Regions from separate parts of the Astyanax mexicanus genome. Here region 2 is linked to region 1. A link is a contact called in public Hi-C data. All regions are on one chromosome and are shown on one strand. The core of a region is the stretch at or near the end of the contact, and the rest is flanking DNA. Distances in the headings are between cores, read along the strand shown. Region 1 overlaps arhgef6 (Rac/Cdc42 guanine nucleotide exchange factor (GEF) 6). Region 2 holds the start of map7d3 (MAP7 domain containing 3).

Evidence for each region. A called contact is a pair of places that touch in the nucleus more often than the background predicts.
Region 2: a Hi-C map of muscle shows a contact between it and region 1, with 16 times the contacts expected there. The contact joins the promoter of map7d3 here to the enhancer-like site in region 1. A contact is called at or near these places in 2 of 3 Hi-C or Micro-C datasets (both in muscle).

The regions. Positions count from the first base shown.
Region 1 is chr10:46,759,478-46,762,629 of AstMex3_surface, forward strand. The region is part of intron 22 of arhgef6 (Rac/Cdc42 guanine nucleotide exchange factor (GEF) 6); the gene reads right to left. It overlaps map7d3 (MAP7 domain containing 3), which reads right to left. Exons shown (of 17, transcript XM_049484252.1): 10 at 2,860-2,995; 11 at 1,621-1,801; 12 at 1,420-1,524; 13 at 638-691; 14 at 457-535; 15 at 167-356. Among protein-coding and RNA genes, the nearest start is that of map7d3, 36 kb to the right of the region's middle. Within about 2 kb of position 1,669, the one cell type or tissue checked has an H3K27ac peak away from gene starts, as active enhancers do.
Region 2 is chr10:46,795,280-46,798,431 of AstMex3_surface, forward strand. map7d3 (MAP7 domain containing 3) reads right to left here and starts at 1,609. Exons shown (of 17, transcript XM_049484252.1): 1 at 1,504-1,609. The coding sequence starts at 1,549. The region is part of intron 22 of arhgef6 (Rac/Cdc42 guanine nucleotide exchange factor (GEF) 6); the gene reads right to left.

The DNA of each region.
Region 1 (3,152 bases), core at 419-2,918:
GATGGTATGCCCTTATATATTATATGACAAATCGATAAAGTAATTATTTTTGACAGAACTTGTTGTAATGAATCAAACTGGATCACGGGATGTGTGTATATATATACTGACAAAATAAGGAGATAAAAGGCAGATATATATTTATATAAAAGGTTTGTTTTTATACCTAATGGCTAGCGGCTCCGCTGCACTGGAGCCATTGTTGTTTTCCTTATTTTCCAATTCGGCCTGTCCATTCACACTGCCAAGCGGCTCCTCCCGCTCCTCAGGGCCTTCCTGTGAAGAAGCATCTTCCTCCTGGGTATCTTTTTGGTCTTCTTCCTCTGCTGCATTGTCCAGTTTGACAGACTGATCACCTGAAATTTCAGAGAAATCTCTATCAGAAAGCAGCAAACTTTAAATATATACACAGTCCATTCAACTCATCATATAAAGCATAAAGACACCGATGCTTACTTTCACAGTTTATCTGGTCAGTAACCTCTTCTTCTTCATCATCATCATTCTCATCTGGATTACTTTTGTCATCACTGCCCTGATGGAGGAAAAAGGACACATACAGAGTGAGTAAGTGTGAAGCAGTCTACGACATCTATATCTTCAATAATGTACAAACTGAACCAATCAGCAGCCTTGCCTTAAAATCGATTTGGTCCGTTTTTCGGGTTCTCTTCATAATTTCTTCAATTCTCTAGAGTAAAAAAAAAAAAAAAAAAGAAGAGAGAGACATAAAAAAAAAAAGAAATATTCAAACAATTTTCCATTCATCTGGATTATCAATGGGAACTAATCTAATCATATCTGTGCAACTGATTACAAAAATATGTCCTAAACTACACATTACCACATGTTCAAAATAGTTCAACACATTTAGAAACGTGTTTATTAATGTAGAAAACAAAGTAAAGAGGCACAAGCATCCCATCTCTATCAACATTACCTCAGTGATCAAATCATTAAATGGTAATTCATAAAAATAATAATATTAATATTTTAGGTAAAGGGTTGTTACAGTTTAAAACAGGTTCTCTGTTAACACAGAGGTATTATTTTGCAAAAAAAGTGTAAAAAAAAAATACTTTAATATGTACACATAAAAACAAACAAAACCAAGTAGAGACAAATCAGTAATAATTAAAATAAACGATGATGAGAAGAACTAAGATGGATTATTAAAGTCTCTACATATTTTCAAAATAAGTTAATGTACATTAACACATTTACTGTCATTGTATCATATTTTGCCAGAATATCTGAGCTTTATAAAATATGTGCAATAAGGTGATCTTGGGCAGTTTGGATAAGTGCAATATTTGTACAGTCTAATGTTACAGGCATTTTTATGATGGTACATCAGTTTCACAGACAGCATCACAATAACAGAACCAGGAAAGGAAGTGGAACTAGTTTAAAAAGTACCTTCTTCCTCTCCATGCGCTCCTGCTGGTTCTGCTGCATGATGCGCTCTCTCTCCTGCCGCTGTTTCTCAGCCTCCTCTTTGGTCTTTGCTTCGGCCTCCTCTCGCTGCAACAGGACAATCCAGTCAAGATCCCAATCAACCAATCAGAACATTCAAGTTTGTACTACTATTGACTGAGTGATGAACAGACTCTGATGTACCTCTTTCTGGAGCTCTTCCTGTCTCTGCTGCTCCTCCAGCTCCAGCCTCTGCTTCTCCTCCTCATCTTTAACAGCCTGCTCTTCCTCTTCCCTCTTCCTCTCCTCCGCCCGAATCTTCTCTTCCTCCAAGCGTCTCACTCTCTCCTCCTCAGCGAGACGCTTCTGTTCCTCCTTTCTCAGCCTGTAAGACATAAGCATAAAGAGACAACTGTTATAATAATTTCCTTCAGCAGCTTCAGCAGATTAGAGAATGATATCTTTAGAAGGGCTGAACAATAATTCAGTATTATTGTGTGTCATGATATTAAATGATTTAAATAAAGGTGGGATAAATCTCTGGAACTAGCAGAGCACTAGTAAACACTGGTTTTTATTTTTGCCAAACTACAGCACTGATATTTCCAGTATCAGTGATTCGTGGTTATCATATCACACCACTAAATTGGTAAAGATCTCATTCTCATGTATTGAGAATATATGTTTTAATATATAAGCGTTATTACTGAGGGATTTTGGAGAAATGGGACTGGAGAAAAAAAATGTCCATCTGATTTTGTGTAAACCAGATTTTGATGTCATATAAAACCAGAAAAACAAACTGTTATCAAACTACAGATCTGGAAAAAAAATTAAGAGACCACTTCAGTTTCTGAATTTGAGTAAAATAAACATTGTTGTTTTATTCTACAAACTACCGACAACATTTCTCCCACATTCCAAATAAAAATATTGTCATTTAGAGCATTTATTTGCAGACATTGGAGGAATGGCTGAAATAACCAAAAACATGCAGAGCTTACAGACCTCAAATAATGCAAAGAAAACAAGTTCATATTCATAAAGTTTTCAGAATTCAGAAATCAATATTTGGTGGAATAACCCTGGATTTTTAAGCAGTTTTCATGCATCTTGGCATGTTCACCTCCACCAGTCTTACACACTGCTTTTGGATAACTTTATGCTGCTTTACTCCTGGTGCAAAAATTCAAGCAGTTCAGTTTGGTTTGATGGTTTGTGATCATCCATCTTCCTCTTGATTATATTTCAGAGGTTTTCAATTTGGCAAAATCAAAGAAACTCAACATTTTTAAGTGGTCTCTAATTTTTTTCCAGAGTTGTATATAAGTATCAACTTTGTAGTAATAGGGAAAAAAGGGAAAGCATTTGTGTTTAGGGCACCCAAATGGCTAACACTGTCCCTGGATCTTTTCAGGCTTTGTGCAAATGTAATCTACTCACCTCTCCTCCTCCTCTCTCTGCACTCTGAGCTGTTCCTCTCTCTCTTTCTGTTCACGGGCCAGACGCCGGTTCTCTGCCAACATCCTAGAGGCTTCTGCAGCAGAGTTTGTGCCGGCAATGGCTTTAGAGTTGGGATCTGAAAGAACAAACACGCACATACCGTTACACTACTTACTTTAAAACGCAACCTGAGGGTGCAGCTTCCATAAGCTTTATTGTTGGAGCTATAAAATATGGCTTAAAGACTTTCTAACACGTTACGTGACTTCAAAACCAGCAGCATATGATTTATT
Region 2 (3,152 bases), core at 359-2,858, 36 kb after region 1:
TGGGATTTCTATAATTTCCATCTGGGATCAATAAAGAATCTGTCCATCTATAATCAACAAATAATTCAAACTCACATTATGAAAGTGTCTAAGATTTTCTGACCATGTATGAACCACCAGACAGGTGACAAGAAACTTAAAGTGGAATCTACTGGGAACAAAAGCACAGATGTCACCAACTTTCTTCAGAGTCAATCACTACAGACCTCCAAAATAAGTAGCTTCAGATCAGCTCAAGAACAGCAGAGCGCACTGCAGACAGCTTCATGTAAAGGGCTTCCATGACTAAGCAGCTCCATCCAAGCCTTACATCACAAATGCAATGGGACCCACTGGTACTTTTGGCAGCGTGGGCAGTGTGCCAAGTCCTACTGGAAAATGAAATCCTCATCTCCATAAAAGTTGTCAGCAGAGGGAATCAGCAGATGACATGTCTCTCCAAACTATCTCTGATAATCAAAGCTTCACACTAGACCTCAAGCAGTTTGGACTGTGTGTCTCTCCACTCTTCCTCCAGACTCTGCTCCCTTGATTTACAAATAAAACGCAAAATTCTATGATGGTCAGTGATGGTTTAGAGAGACATGTCATCTGCTGGTGTTGATCCACTGTGTTTTATTATCAAGTCTAAAGTCAGTGCAGTTTTGTTTTCCCGGAAAATCTTACAGCACTTCATGCTTCCCTTTGCTACGGACAACTTTTATGAAGATGCGGTTTTCATTTTCCAGCAGGAGTTGGCACACAGGCCACAGTGTTTAAAGCACCAATTGGACTTTTATAATATTCTAATTTTCTGAGACACTGATTTTTGGGTTTTCATTGACTGTAAAATAGATTGCTTTATGTGTATGTAATACATCGATATAATATAAGTTATGAATTTCACATTTTTAACTCAAATACTAAAATAAAGTAACTTTTCAATGCTATTCTATTTTTTTGGGGGATGCACTTATAGATAACAAACGTAGCTTAACTGAGCCAGACAAGATATGAGCATCCAAGCTAAAGCTAATGTTAATGCTAATCTGATCTGTCAGTCATATCAGTCATTTTATTCACTTAAAAATCCATTAGCTTAGCATAGCACAGCTAGCTAACTAAATAACTGATAACTATCAAACTAACGGTCACTGCAAACACGCTACTTAACCCAGAGAAACTCCACAACGGCCATAACTCTTCTCTGAATCTATAAAACACCGCTGAGTAGTTTTAAAGCGAGCTACATCCATCTATCCGCTCCAGAGCAGCAGTTATAAACTTGTTGCCGTGGCGTTTCCTGCTCTCCCGCTGCAGCAGCGTTAACTCTCAGCAGCCCGCCGGCTATTACCCAGCCCAGCGCAGCCCGCTAACCCGCTCAGCCCCAATCAAACAGCCCGATTTTCAGCTCACTCCGCCGCACAAACCGCTCCAAACCCCCCGAGCTCCGAGCTCACAGCCTGGACCCGCAGCCGGCCGCAACGGAACCCCCAAAACCCCCGCAAACACAGGAATTCCTACCCATTTGAGCGCGCAGTCCTTTCAGAGTCGACGCGCCCTCCGCCATTTTTAACCGAAGTTTTTTTTCCTCCTCTTTTTCTCGGACACGTTCATTTACGCGGCGGCGCGCGCACAAGCCGGGACCACGGCCACGCGCACAGCGCCTCTGGGAGCACCGCGGCGCCATCTAGCGTCTGACTGAAGATCTGCACTGTACACACTGATACAGTGTTTACTACCAGTCAAAAGTTTGCACACACCTATTCTCATAAAAAAAAAAAAAATGAATATATTTTTATTATTTTTTAACATATTTTAATATGATATAATATATCATAATATAATATAATAAAAATAATAATGACAATAATAATAATACAGTGAATGCATATTCAATAAGATAGGTATAGCAAGCTATAAGTCACATAGTTCATATGGAAATGGAATAATGTAATAAAATATAAGGAATAATAATAATAATAATAATAATAATAATAATAATAATAATAATAATAATAATAATAAGCATGATGCAATCTGGCAGTGACTCGCTCCAATATGAGAACAAATGTATAAACAATGTTTTTTTTTTAAAGGACACCCTGCTCAATACTAAATTTTAAAATAGCTTTCTTGGCGGCTGTGCAGCCATTAACACTTTTTTCTCCTGAATATTTATGTCAATAGCTGAATACTCTCCGAGCAGAAAATAGAGCTGGAAAAAAGAAGGTCCTGGTCCAGCAGGGAAGACAACATATGTGTTACAGTCAATGTGTTTTTTTTTTGTTTTTATGAGGTTTTACAATTCACACTAGTCATCAGAGTTTTACACAACCATTCTAACCCCCCTTTTCTTTTCTTCCTTTCTGTTCTCTCTCTCTGTTCACTCTCTTTCTCTACCAAGCTGCCCAGCCTGGTTAACTGGAGGTGTCCATTCGTGGTTTCAGCATAGAATCCACTTTTTCATTTCCTTAATTTTGTTTTCTTTCTATCATTTCTCTTTTCACATGTATCAAGATGCCACGTTTCTAATGTTGCCCAGCCTGGCTCTCCATTGCCCTGATGCCCGCTGTGATGTAGTCCTGCTCTGAATCCCTGCATTGATCCATTCCTTCCACACTTCATAGCTGTACATATGGATGCTTAAACTGTCTGGACTTTAACACCAACACTGAGCATATGTCCATCATTTATCCACGCTCATAACTCAGAACCTCTTTTTACATTAGCTATAGCTCCACCTTATCTCTATGTACTGTTGTTTTTGTTCTGTTATTTGTTTGTGCTCTCTGGGTAGACTAGAGAAAAAAAGATTCCTCTACTGAGTCTTGATTCCTCTCAAGGCTTCTTCCTCTTACTGTGAAAGAGTTTTTCCTCAACACTATCACTGTGGTGCTTACTCATAGGAGGCTTGGACCCGTATCTCTGTAAAGGTTCTTTGTGACAATGTTTGTTGTAAAAACCTCTATATAAACACATTTGAACTGAATTGAATTGAATTAAATTGCTTTTCTTTCTCACTGTCCTTCACCTCATCCCAAATCACCCATCTCAGTCGATATTAGGTCAGGGGATTGTAAAGGATCTGCTAACTACATAATTCCATGTGTCCCTTAAATTTTGTCATGTCTTTAATATTAATACAAATAACAATAAATAAAAAGGCAAGT